3 separate regions of the Mus musculus genome follow, and regions 1 and 3 are each linked to region 2. The links are chromatin contacts, called in public Hi-C maps. All regions are on one chromosome and are shown on one strand. Each heading gives the region's core, a stretch centred on a gene start, on an enhancer-like site or on the middle of the called end of the contact. The rest is flanking DNA. Distances are from core to core; before and after follow the strand shown.

Evidence for each region. A called contact is a pair of places that touch in the nucleus more often than the background predicts.
Region 1: a contact with region 2 is called in a Hi-C map of bone marrow-derived macrophages, with 32 read pairs. The contact joins two enhancer-like sites. A contact is called at or near these places in 16 of 39 promoter capture datasets (the 3T3-L1 cell line, 3T3-L1-derived adipocytes, the C10 cell line and 11 more), 16 of 484 Hi-C or Micro-C datasets (the G1E-ER4 cell line, Sertoli cells, Th1 cells and 11 more), 9 of 115 datasets of contacts at active chromatin or transcription factors (the HL-1 cell line, VIP interneurons, bone marrow-derived dendritic cells and 6 more) and 2 of 9 other capture datasets (liver and pancreatic islet).
Region 3: a contact with region 2 is called in a Hi-C map of bone marrow-derived macrophages, with 21 read pairs. The contact joins two enhancer-like sites. A contact is called at or near these places in 2 of 39 promoter capture datasets (the C10 cell line and cranial neural crest), 11 of 484 Hi-C or Micro-C datasets (B cells, the HPC-7 cell line, adipose-derived mesenchymal stem cells and 6 more), 8 of 115 datasets of contacts at active chromatin or transcription factors (DN3 thymocytes, bone marrow-derived macrophages, embryonic hindbrain and 4 more) and 4 of 9 other capture datasets (adipose tissue, embryonic stem cells, liver and 1 more).

The regions. Positions count from the first base shown.
Region 1 is chr12:3,840,174-3,844,772 of GRCm38.p6, forward strand. All of the region lies in intron 2 of Dnmt3a (DNA methyltransferase 3A), which reads left to right. Among named protein-coding and RNA genes, the nearest start is that of Dnmt3aos, 20 kb to the right of the region's middle. Within about 2 kb of position 3,323, at least 26 of the 459 cell types and tissues checked have an H3K27ac peak or open chromatin away from gene starts, as enhancers often do. A contact at or near this core is called in bone marrow-derived macrophages and neural progenitor cells, where this site is marked.
Region 2 is chr12:3,659,871-3,664,085 of GRCm38.p6, forward strand. All of the region lies in intron 8 of Dtnb (dystrobrevin, beta), which reads left to right. Among named protein-coding and RNA genes, the nearest start is that of Dtnb, 90 kb to the left of the region's middle. Within about 2 kb of position 1,566, at least 95 of the 459 cell types and tissues checked have an H3K27ac peak or open chromatin away from gene starts, as enhancers often do. A contact at or near this core is called in bone marrow-derived macrophages and neural progenitor cells, where this site is marked.
Region 3 is chr12:3,904,208-3,908,654 of GRCm38.p6, forward strand. It overlaps Dnmt3a (DNA methyltransferase 3A), which reads left to right. Exons shown (of 23, transcript NM_007872.4): 20 at 1-18; 21 at 1,386-1,455; 22 at 2,558-2,676; 23 at 3,399-4,447. The coding sequence ends at 3,540. Among named protein-coding and RNA genes, the nearest start is that of Gm31623, 12 kb to the left of the region's middle. Within about 2 kb of position 2,289, at least 7 of the 459 cell types and tissues checked have an H3K27ac peak or open chromatin away from gene starts, as enhancers often do. A contact at or near this core is called in bone marrow-derived macrophages, where this site is marked.

The DNA.
Region 1 (4,599 bases), core at 2,073-4,572, 180 kb after region 2:
GAGCCATGGGACAGTTAAGGTGTCAGCCATCGGCATTGTACTTCACTGTAGGGTATGGCAAGTTAGACATCAGGCATCTCCTTTACACTGCAGTTACTGCAATTGTTCATAGTAACCCGGGAAGCACCTGCTACTTTTATCCCCATTCCACAGGTGGGGAACCAAAGGAGGCTAGGTAACTTGGCAAAGCAGTTTCATCTAGACTAGCTGCTTCCGTAAGCCAGAGGACATCCAGAGCCACAGTGAGCTGCTGAAGGAGCCGACATGAATATGCTTATGTCCATGGGACTGGTTGCAAGCAGAACAGTGGGTGTTCCACTTGAGAGCTCAAGACTGAGTTCATTTGTATCCAGCACACAGTAGGTGCTCAGTGGATATTTTCCCTGTTGCCTGGCCTGAGAGTGAGGGTTGAGATCCAGCCTACTATGCATTCGGTCCAGAAGTAGGTGAAGCAAGTAGCTTGTGGTGACAGGATGGAGGTCCTGGCAGGCAAAACTAGTTCTTGCTTTGCTTTGTTTTGTTTTGTTTGTTTTGTTTTTCAAGACAGGTTTTCTCTGTGTAGCCCTGGCTGTCCTGGAACTCACTCTGTAGACCAGGCTGGCCTCAAACTCAGAAATCCACCTGCCTCTGCCTCCCAAGTGCTGGGATTAAAGGTGTGCGCCACCACCGCCCAGCAGCAAAATTATTTCAAATCCTTTAACATTTATGAAGCACCTGCTCTATGCAAGTTCCTATGATCTGTAGGGGATCCCAAAAGGGACACTAAGGCATGGCTCCTGTCTCCAGAGAAGTGGTGGCCTTTGGCTAGGAGGGATAATTTCTTTCTATCAGTAATTATCCTGTGAAGCCAGTGACTGTTTGCTGACTACTGTCAGTTTCTGAAATGAAGGGCTGATGAGCTTTCAGGGGTGAGTCTGGAGGTGCCTCTAGCAGTTCTTGTCATTCACAGGACCTCAGCCTCTGTCCGTTGCCATGGAGCAAGAACCACCTCTAAGGGGTGAGGCATGTCTGCATGTGAACGTGTGTATGCCTTGTACAGGTCTGTGGTGCCCTGCTAGGGCTTCTCAAGCAAGGTGCTCAGGCAGCCCAGGGCAGGGCTTTGCCTCCTGCAGAAGACAATTCCGTGGCCACAGACAGTTCCTGGGAGGTCAGCCAGCTGGCAAAGGCTGCATGCTTATTGTCCTGGGAGGCCTGGGCAAGTAGCTGGCTAGATCTGGCAAGTTCATCCCCTTGACTCAAACACCAACTTGAGGCATCTGTTCAGATTCTGGGTCAGTGGCTTCTGCTCTCAGCACTAACGGGAGCATGGATGTCTCTCTGTTTCTGGGGAAGGGCTTCTTTTGGGGGACAAGAGCCTATGCCTAGGCCCAGAGAGGCAAGTGTGTGTGGGTGTGTTTGCATGTCAGTGAATAAGGTGTGCATTCAGTATGCACTACTGTGTTTTCACTGTGTGTGCATAGAACATGGCATAGGCAGATATAGAGGCTTAAAAGACCCGCAGGCTGGAAATGAGAAGCTGGGACTGTTGATTCTTAAGGCTTCGCCTTTGCCTTCTGCAAATCTCAGAATCGCTCTGAGCTTCACTTTACCACCTGTGTGATGGGAGAACATGACACCTACTGTGGTTTCTGTCAATCATAAACATAAAATGAAGAGCAGGCTTGTAACCCCAGCACTCGGGAGATAGAGGAGAGAGGATCAGAAGTCCAAGCCTGTCTCAGCTGCCTGTCGGGTTCCAGGCTGGCTCAGGCACTTGGGAGCCTGTTTCAAAACCCAACAACAAAAAAGCATATGTGGAAATCCTTTGCTGATTTTGCTGTATTGTACAAATGTGAGCAATTATTGGCATAGCCCAGCTTGTCAGAAGGCAAAGATGTGTGTGACTTAAAATAATCCATCCAGTGAGCTGTGCTAAAATGTAGGTCAAATCATAGCCTCAGAATTTTAGAGTGAGGCTGGTGGGAACCACTTAACCTAACAGCCCACCCTAGCTGAAGGTTCCCCAAAGCTGTAAAGACTTCCAGAAAAGGAAAGTGACAATTCCATTTAAGGTGTAGATGATCTGTTTAAGGTTGGGGGTTGAGCAGATCCCTGACACTTGAGACGTGCAGCCTGGAGGACCACAAACTCATGGACACTCTGAGTTATACAGTGAGAGCCTCCCTCAACACACAATGCAAAACAAAACAGGTGTGCTGGCTCATGCCTATTAGCGCACTGAGGAGGGAGACTATTGTACTTTGAGGCCAGCTTAGGCTACATAATAAGTTTTAGACCAGGCTGGGCTCAACCTGTTTGTGACTGTGGAGACATAGAGATCTATGTGCCTTTGTGCCCTGTGCGCTGTAGGTTTGTATGTGAGTCTCTTTTGTGCATGTGGACTCTATTCTTTTTTGTTTGTTTGTTTGTTTCGAGACAGGGTTTCTCTGTGTAGCCCTGGCTGTCCTGGAACTCACTCTGTAGACCAGGCTGACCTCAAACTCAGAAATCCGCCTGCCTCTGCCTCCCGAGTGCTGGGATTAAAGGCATGCGCCACCACGCCTGGCGTGGACTCTACTCTTTACTGAGTATCTGCTATGTGACTGTCACTCATCTAAGGGTTGCCCAGTATCTGTCAGGCTAGGCTTTTTTTTCCTTTTCTTTTCTCTTCTTTTCTTTTCTTCTCTTCTCTTTTCTTTTCTTTTCTTTTCTTTTCTTTTCTTTTCTGTTGTTGGTTTTTAGAACAGAAACTCAAGTACTCTAGGCTGGCCTAGAAATTCTGACCCTCCTGCCTTCACCTCTCGAGAAGTCCCTGCTGGCCAAGCACATTAGTGCACCGGCACTGGGAGGCAGGAGGATTGCAAGTCTGAGGTCAGCCTCAAATTCATGGGGAGACTCTGCCTCCAAAATGAAAAACAGCAGCTCTGGTTACTCGATTCAAAGAGCTCATAGCATTGCAGGGGTGGGTGGCTGTCAGGACCTATCCGTTCAGTCTAGGTAGGGAAAGCAAGCCCGGGAAGCCTTCAGGGAAGGTGGGTTAGGCAGGAGGAGTAGCTGTGCCTGGGGAAGCAGCTGCTTTTGCACCCGCTGCCTATGTTGGGGCCCTGGGATAGAAAGGAAACACAGGCAGTTCAGCAAGAGCCCAGGGACCTTTACAAAGACTAGGAGTTGGGCTTGATCCTCCAGGTCCCTGGGGTCCCCCTCAGAGAGGGTTAAAGCTCTGTAGAATGACATAGTCCACCTTGCAATTTGGAAAAGTCTGCCGCCCCAGCATCCACATAGCTCACCATAGCAACGGCGGTAGCCAGATGTTGGGATCTGTCTGCTTGTGAGTGATGGCTGCACATGGAGGAGAGAGAGCTGGGATTTGCTGGAGGCCAGGAGGGGGCCTCTGCTGGCGGGCTGGGAATGCTGGCCCCTGTGAAACATTCTAGTATGGAGGCAGGAGGAAGTAAGCCGTTCCCCAGTGACTGTCACTGTTCCCAGCTTCCTCTATCGCCTTACTTAGTTCTCAAGCTCCAGCTGTGGAGCAAGCATGATTTCCATCTTATGGATAAGGAATGCAGGCTGCAGAGAGGCTAAGTTCAAGGTGACTAGTAAACAGTGTAAGTTCCTGCTCAGCCCAGCCCTGCTCTTTGCAAAACCCGTCTATAATTTCTGCCCCCCCCCACTCCTGCTACAGTTCTTGAGGGGCTAATTGAGACTCCTCCCTCTCCCCCCCTCATCTCCCCCTCCCACTCCGTCTCCCCCTCTCCCCCCCTCATCTCCCCTTCCCTTTTGTCTCCCCCTCCCCTCGGATGAGGAGGCCAATCTGGGCTCAAATCTGTTCCCACTAAATGTGCTGCTGTTTCCAGCTGCTCCGGTTACTACAGCACAGGTTCTTGCATTTCAGTATTAGCTGACATTCGACGACATCGGTGCTGCTTGCAGATTTGAGAAGCATAGCCCACATTCCTTTGCTTAACCCGTCTTAGGCACTGACAGGCCCCTGACAGATGCAAGAATAAACCTCTTGATAGACCTTCCTGGAGTCACTGAGGGCATGGCCCAGACCATCTGTCCACCCAATCAGTGTATCAGTTCCCTGCCCAGTGGTACGAACAGCCCACAGGCAGGCTCAGAGCAGAAAGCATACCCTCCATTTTAGAATGCTATATTGATAACTTGCTTTCCACAAAGCTGTACTGAGCTTCATGGGAAGGTGGGAGCCAAACCTAGATATGGGTCCAGCAGAGTAGGAGGTCTGTTCTGTGCACATCGTGCTTCCTGCTGGGATTGGGGCCCAGGCCTGGTGCTCTTCAAGTGCTGGTAAGGTGGCTGCTTCCTCCTAGGCTGGACTAGTTTGGATTGAAGCCAGCAGGGACAAAGTGTGCTGACTGTGTGTAGCATGCCTGGATAGCTTGTATGAGGTAAAGCACGTGAGCAGCACATGGAGGGACCATGTGACATAGGGTTTTCACACGGAGGGACCACGTGGCATACGGTTTGCTGTTAAAGACCCTAGAGGCCTTTCCCATGGGGTCATGAGAACAGGTGTTTGTCTGTACCAGAAGGTCAAGTGTCTTTGGTTTGGTTTGATTTCTGATTTTGCTTGTTTTTGTAGTAGCCAAAGATGGTTTT
Region 2 (4,215 bases), core at 316-2,815:
CTGCAGACCTCAGGAATAAAGAATAGGAACAAGCTGGGCGTGCTCCCTTCCATCTCCATCACTGAGCCCCGGGCTAAGATGGGGAATGAGTGAGGGCAGACACCCCTTCACCTAGAAGCAAGGAATGGAGGGTAACTCTCAGGTTTATATTCAGGCTTGCAAGGGAAGTAGATCATTCAGGCTATCTCCTCTGAAATGCTTGCTTCATGCCTGTGTAACTTTGCTGTTAGAGCTGCGGTGCTGTAGCATTTGGTGGTACTCAGTTGCACAATAAACCACCAAAAATAAAACCTTAATGACAAAACACCATAATCATCAGACTGTATTTCTGACTTTGTGTCAGGTATTTGGGCAGGATGTGTAGGCCAGCAGTTCTCAACCTTCCTAATGTGGAACCCTTAAATACAGGTTCCCCCCCCACACACACACACAACCATAACATTTTTGTTCCTACTCTGTAACTGTAATTTTGCTACTGTTATGAATCACAATGTAAATATTTTTGGAGATAGAGGTTTGGCAAAGGGGTTGCAATCCATAGATTGAGAACTGCTGGTATTAGGATTGTCTTTCTCAACTCCATGTTTTCTGGGCTCTTTCTTGGGATGATTGAAATATGTTTGTGGCTTGAAGGACTGGAGGCTTCTTCATTCCCGTGTCCACTGCCACTCTAGGCTATCAGGAAGGCCCACCACGCTGAAGTTTTGCAAGAGTCCAGCAACATCTGCCCTATTCATGTGCTGCCCCTGGTGCTTGGCACCCGTGTTTTAGGAGACTTTGTCTAAGCCAGAGCATCTAGAGGCCAAATCTTGCAGGCAGACACACTGGGCAGAGCTTCCTGCCCTTGCCGTCTACCACACCCTCTAGGCTGGATCTCAGCCTAGGAGCAGGACAGTGGGCATGGAAGGGTGGAGTTGCTGTGAGTCCAGATGGGAGGAGAGAGCTTTGGAAACACAGCATACCACACACAGGACATTCCAAACAAGCAGGGCTTTCCTTATAGTTGATGGAACCAGAGAGATGTTCGTGGTTTTGTGCTAAATTTTCTTTATCTTTTTGTTTTGTTTTATTGTTTTTTTGTTTTGTTTTGTTTTGAGACAAGGTTTCTTTATGTAGCCTTGGCTGTCCTGGAACTTGCTTTGTAGATCAGGCTGGCCCTGAACTCAGAGATTCACTTACCTCTGCCTCCTGAGTGTTGGGATCAAAGGTGTGCATCACCACTGCTTGGCTGAATTTTACTTATAAAGAGTCCTTTACAGCACTGCAGAGGCAGAGACAGAGGCAGAGGCAAGCCTAGTCTACATAGTGAGCCACAGGCCAGCCAAGACTGTGGGTTAGATGTAGTTAGGGTATAGAAACACACAACCAACTTCTCATCCCCTGCCTCCCTGTCTGCCACTCAGATCTCTGCCTTCCCCAGTTTTCACTTTACCAAGGTCAGTCTGACTGACTCCCACCTTGGTATTCCAGACGGTGAGGGTGTTGGGGAAGAATGGGAGAATTTATGAAAATATTCTTGGACCACAGATGTGGTTCTTAGTAGAATATCTTTAGTTACATAACTAGGGGAAGTGACCTGAAAATTTCATCTTTCTAGCCAGCAGATGGCAGACTGCACCTTTGAACAGTCTTATCCCCTTTAAAAAAAATCTATAAATAAGGAAGTAGTTTTTGTTTAACAAGATGTTAAACAAATATTACTGTTTTAAAAATATTAGTGATAATCTCATATAATTTTTGAAGCATTGATACAAAAATTTTTAATATAAGGAGTCATATTTATCAGAAACAATTTTCCTTCCTTCCTTCCTTCCTTCCTTCCTTCCTTCCTTCCTTCCTTCCTTCCTTCCTCCTTTGAGATAGGGCTTCTCTGTGTAGCCCTGGCTGTTCTGGAATGCACAGAAATCTGCCTGAGTACTGGGATTAAAGCCATGAATTACTGCTAGCATCTATCTCCTTGTACCTTTTATTTTTATTTATTTTTTATTTTTTATTTTTTTGGTTTTTTCGAGACAGGGTTTCTCTGTGTAGTCCTGGCTGTCCTGGAACTCGCTCTGTAGACCAGGCTGGCCTCGAACTCAGAAATCCGCCTGCCTCTGCCTCCCAAATGCTGGGATTAAAGGCGTGCGCCACCACGCCCGGCTTCCTTGTACCTTTTAAATTCTAAAAGATAATCTGATAGTCTCTTCAGGGTGGAAAAAGTATGCTTATTGGTCATACTTTTCCCAGTTTCAAATGGATCTATGTTATATTTAATTACTACTTTGCAAATAGCACAAAATCAAATAGGAAATTATTTATCTACCTACCTTCCTTCCTACCTACCTACTTACCATTGAGACAGGGTCTCACTATGTAGCTCTGGCTGTCCTGGAACTCACTATGTAGACCAGGGTATCCTCAAATTCACAGTGATTCCCCTAGCTCTACTAGAATTAAAAGCATGTGCCACCATGCTCAGCCTGGATATGGAGATGTGTCTGAATAAATTGTAGATGTATATGAGTGCTGTACTTACATATATGCATGTGTGCTATTTGCATGCCAAGTGCCCATGGTGTTCAGAAGAGGGGGTCAGATACCATAAAACATCAGTTATGGATGGTTGTGAGCCTAGGTCCTCTGCAAGAGCAACAAGTGCTCTTAGCCTCTCCCATCTCTGGATACAAGTTTTTAATGCATAAAATAGCACTCCCACAAATAGGAAATGGGGCACAGACTTGAAGTGTAAAACAAAATCTACAAAGTCTGCTTTTTTTTCTTTGTCTTTTTCTTTTTCTTTTTTTTTTTTTTTGTGCCCAGGTACCCTCAGAAGCTACTGAGTCAGTGCCTGCCTTGGCTGCTGCCCTGTGTCTATTGTTGGTGCAGTAAAGCTGCCAGCTGTGTCCATGGCACCAGCTTGGTGCTGCTGTGCTCTCAGCCCACTCCAGCTGGGCAGCTCCTGAGTCAGCAGGCTGCTTCTCTTCCTCTGTGTGAGTTGAGTCTTGGCCCCCTGGAAGAGCCCCACCTCTCTTAGCTCCTGCTGGTTTGCTGACTATTGTCTCCACCCTTTGTGTATTCAGGAGACAAGTGAATCATTGTTGAGGTGTAGTCTGGACTCTGTTGAGAGTGTAGGAAAGGGTTGCTATTTTGCAGAGGCCACAGGCAACACCCAGGAGCACAGCCTGTAAACTAGAGCATTCTGTTGCTGCGTGAAAAGGCACTGCAGATTTCATCACAAGTCCAGGTAGAGTGTGGCTGGATTCTCACCTCCAGACCCCTCGAACCTGGCATAAGGTGTCAGCCATGGCTCAAGTACCATTAAGATTTCAGGCTTTTGGGGAATCTTGCCCATTAACTGGTTGTTGGCAAAATACATTTTGTTTTTTTTTCAGCTGTGATTCCTGTTTTCCTTTTTTTTTAATTTACATGATTATTCTTTTAAGACTTATTTATTTTATGTATATCAGTACACTGTAGCTGTCTTCAGACAAACCGGAAGAGGGCATCAGATCCCATTACAGATGGTTATGAGTCACCATGTGGTTGCTGGGAATTGAACTCAGGACCTCTGGAAGAGCAGTCCGTGCTCTTAACTGCTGAGCCATCTCTCCAGCCTGATCCCTGCTTTTCTATTCCTGGCCATCTGCGGTCTTTTGCCACGATGAAGCTTACATAAGCCATTTACAACATGGGCATCGCCTGCCTCCAAGGCCAGCTGGAGTGCATCCCGTGATTGCCTTTCCTACCGTTGGGGTGGACTCCCTCTTTCCATATAATGTTATGTAATCTAAAGAAAGGCTATGTTAGCATATTCATGTTCTCCCATGGTCAAGGACGGTGGGAATATGACAATGAGTTATTGAGGGTTAGTTTCTCATATTAGTCATTCTGGTTATTTTATTTCTTGCTTTTCAGTTTAGTACTTCTAGAACATTACACCTGGCATCTCTTAATTTAAAAAAAAAAAAGTCTTAGAAACATGAAGATGCTGCCATGAGGCACACACTCCAGTTTGCTGCCCTCCTCCAACTGCTCTTATTCCCGACTTTCTTCTGCTCATGCCCCTTCGCTCCAGGGCATGGGTTCCACATCCATTGTTATCTCTCTGGTAATTTTACTGTCTGTGGAGTTAAGCCTGTTAAATCCTGGCCATACAGTCTCTTGACTTCTCCAGTTCTGATGATCTCCTCCACTGAGCCTCAAACATCTGGCCCACAATCATGCCGGATGTCT
Region 3 (4,447 bases), core at 1,039-3,538, 250 kb after region 2:
CCTTCCTGGCATGAACAGGTTGGTGAGGGTTCCTGGCATGGGGGGTATGGGAGGAGGGGCTGCAGAGCTGCAGGCAGAGCAGACAGCCCAAGGAGGGAGACCCTGAGTATCCAGCCAGGATTGCCTCTGCCGAGGGGCTGCTGCTGTGGCAGGCTTCTTTTGCTTTTTAAAACACTTTCTCAGGAAAGTGGATACTGCAGAGTTAGCCTCTTCTGTTTTGCACACAGTAGGCATGGACACTGAGCTACAACTCAGCCTGGTGTCTATATAGTCTGGCTATATGGTGTCTATATAGTCTAATCTGGCTTCATACTTGGCGTTCTCACTGCTTCTTTCCCCTTCGTGAGTGTTGGGATGAGATGATGCCTCTCTCTCTCTCTCTCTCTCTCTCTCTCTCTCTGTCTGTCTCTCTCTCTCTTTCGTTTTTCGAGACAGTGTTTCTCTGTGTATTCCTGGCTGTCCTGGAACTCACTTTGTAGACCAGGCTGGCCTCGAACTCAGAAATCTGCCTGCCTCTGCGTCCCAAGTGCTGGGATTAAAGGCGTGCGCCAGCACCGCCTAGCTAGACTGGGCTATCTCTTAACCTAGGAAAGGACACCGTCAAAAGTGGGCTTCACTTTCCCTGCGCTGTGCTGAGGTAACACAACAACACAGAACTTTAGCTTTTGGAGCAAAACTTTTGTTTTGCATTGACCTCAAATTTCTTTTCTTTTTTTTTTATTTTAGATTTATTTATTTATTATATGTAAGTACACTGTAGATGTCTTCAGACACACCAGAAGAGGGAGTCAGATCTCTTTACAGGTAGTTGTGAGCCACCATGTGGTTGCTGGGAATTGAACTCAGGACCTTTGAAAGAGCAGTCGGTGCTCTTAACCTCTGGGTGCTGGGCTTTCCTGCAGAAACAGGAGTTTTTTGGGGTTTGTTGTTGTTTTAATAAAGGGTGTCTTCTTTTTTTTTTTTTTTCTTTTTTGGTTTTTTGAGACACAGTTTCTCTGTGTAGCCCTGGCTGTCCTGGAACTCACTTTGTAGACCAGGCTGGCCTTGAACTCAGAAATCCGCCTGTCTCTGCCTCCCAAGTGCTGGGATTAAAGGTGTGCGCCACCACGCCTGGCTTTTTTTTTTTTTTTTTTTTTTTTTTTTTGCATATGTACTTTTTGTCCCTGGGTAGTCGTTAGCTGCCTGGTATGTGTTTTTGAAACTTCTTTTAAATTTTCCTGTAAGGATTAAGGCTTGTTTGGTTGTTTGTGGGCAGGCATGGTATGGAGAGGGTTGTGCTGTGTGTGTCTATTTGGGGTAAGAGCTTTTGACCCTCCCTGGAGGCCTGTTGGTACCTAGATAGGGCTTTCCTGCTCTGTGCTTCTATGGTGTCTCTTGCTTTCTAGGCCTTTGGCATCCACTGTGAATGATAAGCTGGAGCTGCAAGAGTGTCTGGAGCACGGCAGAATAGCCAAGGTGAGTCTCAGCACTGAGGACAGCGTGAGTGGTGGAGGATGCAGGCTAAGGAGTGGGCGGCTTAGCTGTGCGACATGTGACCTCTTGCGATGGTGTGGGGTCATAGAGCCAGTTGGCCAGGGAATGAGCGTGCTGCCCCTCCGTCCCGCCCCGGCAGGTGCTGTAGGGTCTTCAACAAGGTTCTGGGAAGTGCAGAGGCTTTTGTTCATACCCGTGTACGGGCTTTGCCTGCCTATTTCTGCACCACATCTTTGCTTGCTGAAGAAGCCAGAAAAGGATGTCAAATCCCAGGGCCTAGGACTGGAGTTAAAGACAGTTGCAAGCCTCCGTGTGGGCACTGGGAATTGGACCAGTGTGCTCAGTCTCTGAGCCGGCTCTCCAGCCTCAGAGCTTTTTAAGTTGGGTGTCCCAGGTCTCGAATTCCCAGCTCAGACCCCATGAGGGTTGTCTGGCCTCCCCACGTTCTGACTTCTGTATCTTCCCCTCTTCTTTATTTTGAATGATGACTAAAACCTTTGTGTACTTACTTTTTCTGAAACTTTGGGCTTCCTTACTCTATCTCTAAAGCCTCCCTCCTCAGTCGTGGCTGCTTGTCTACCATGTGTCTGATCTACACGCTTGCCTCAACAGCACTACACTTCGAGTCTCTCCTTCCCCTCCTTCAGGCAGCAGCTGAGATTTACAGTTTTCCTTTTCTGCAGTTTTTCTCTTAAACTAATAAAATGGTTCTTCAAAAAGAAAAAACACTTTTGTTCCTGTTTGGCTGGGACCTGCAAGTCTGCAGCACTGAGAGAGTGCTCTTCTGAAGGAGTTGGTCTTAGGCTCCACCCACATAGTCTAGCTTTCTGCCTGCAGATCCCAGCAGGGGGCCTTAGCTGCTAAGTTATTGACATCCTTCTACCTGAAAGTTGCTCCCCCTGAAAGAGTCCCAGGCTTGGAAGACTTGAGGGGCAAGCTAGCCACAGCTGCTGCCTCTAGTCCTGTTAGCCTGAATAGACCAAGAACACCCAAGTGCCCTCTTAGTGAGAAGGGAAGCAGGGGTCAGTCAGCCATTTCCTCAGCAAATGATGGTGACTCATTCCTCTGCCTCTTCATCTTCTAGTTCAGCAAAGTGAGGACCATTACCACCAGGTCAAACTCTATAAAGCAGGGCAAAGACCAGCATTTCCCCGTCTTCATGAACGAGAAGGAGGACATCCTGTGGTGCACTGAAATGGAAAGGTAGAGTGCTGGGTGCTTGCGTCTGGCCAGGGCTGGGTTAAAAGGAAGGCGGCAGGCTCCTCATTTCCCCCAAATTCCCTGTGAGTGAACTTTAACAAGCGCTTTCCAGCATGCCAGGCCCTGGGGAGAACCTGCACTTTTCTGTAGCTGGTTCCTGTTCAGAAGGGTCCGGGGACCGCCCAACACAGATGAGCCCACTAGAACCCTCAGCACAGTGCATGGCTTGGATCATAGGTATTTTGTGTGTGTTTTGAAAGCCAGTATAGATGCCTGTGAGGTGCACCAGATGGCACCCAGCCGGGTGGGCTCCTCCTTGGATTTGAGGAGGATCTAGACAGATAAGGCTGTTCTCACAGACTCCCTGAGCTCACCAGGTCAGCCCAGAGTCCCACTCTTTGAGAGCCCCTCTCTTCTCAGAGGGGCATTTATGGATGAATCAGATTGAATTCAGACTCAAGCTGCCTGCACCATCCAGTTCTCATGTGCAGGGCGCCTGTAGAGCACATCCAAGAGGCATTTCAAAGGTCTGGGGGTTTTGCTTTGTTTTGTTTTTTTTTACTGCCTTTGTTTCTGGGGAGTGTGAATCTCAAAGCTGGGATTATACTACCTATCTTTATACCCACAGAGAGGCTGGCACATGGCAGCCTGTGACAGGAATTCAGAGTAAACTAACATCCGCCATCACACCCGCACTCACTCCCTTCCCTGCCTTCCTCCCACAGGGTGTTTGGCTTCCCCGTCCACTACACAGACGTCTCCAACATGAGCCGCTTGGCGAGGCAGAGACTGCTGGGCCGATCGTGGAGCGTGCCGGTCATCCGCCACCTCTTCGCTCCGCTGAAGGAATATTTTGCTTGTGTGTAAGGGACATGGGGGCAAACTGAAGTAGTGATGATAAAAAAGTTAAACAAACAAACAAACAAAAAACAAAACAAAACAATAAAACACCAAGAACGAGAGGACGGAGAAAAGTTCAGCACCCAGAAGAGAAAAAGGAATTTAAAGCAAACCACAGAGGAGGAAAACGCCGGAGGGCTTGGCCTTGCAAAAGGGTTGGACATCATCTCCTGAGTTTTCAATGTTAACCTTCAGTCCTATCTAAAAAGCAAAATAGGCCCCTCCCCTTCTTCCCCTCCGGTCCTAGGAGGCGAACTTTTTGTTTTCTACTCTTTTTCAGAGGGGTTTTCTGTTTGTTTGGGTTTTTGTTTCTTGCTGTGACTGAAACAAGAGAGTTATTGCAGCAAAATCAGTAACAACAAAAAGTAGAAATGCCTTGGAGAGGAAAGGGAGAGAGGGAAAATTCTATAAAAACTTAAAATATTGGTTTTTTTTTTTTTCCTTTTCTATATATCTCTTTGGTTGTCTCTAGCCTGATCAGATAGGAGCACAAACAGGAAGAGAATAGAGACCCTCGGAGGCAGAGTCTCCTCTCCCACCCCCCGAGCAGTCTCAACAGCACCATTCCTGGTCATGCAAAACAGAACCCAACTAGCAGCAGGGCGCTGAGAGAACACCACACCAGACACTTTTCTACAGTATTTCAGGTGCCTACCACACAGGAAACCTTGAAGAAAACCAGTTTCTAGAAGCCGCTGTTACCTCTTGTTTACAGTTTATATATATATGATAGATATGAGATATATATATATAAAAGGTACTGTTAACTACTGTACATCCCGACTTCATAATGGTGCTTTCAAAACAGCGAGATGAGCAAAGACATCAGCTTCCGCCTGGCCCTCTGTGCAAAGGGTTTCAGCCCAGGATGGGG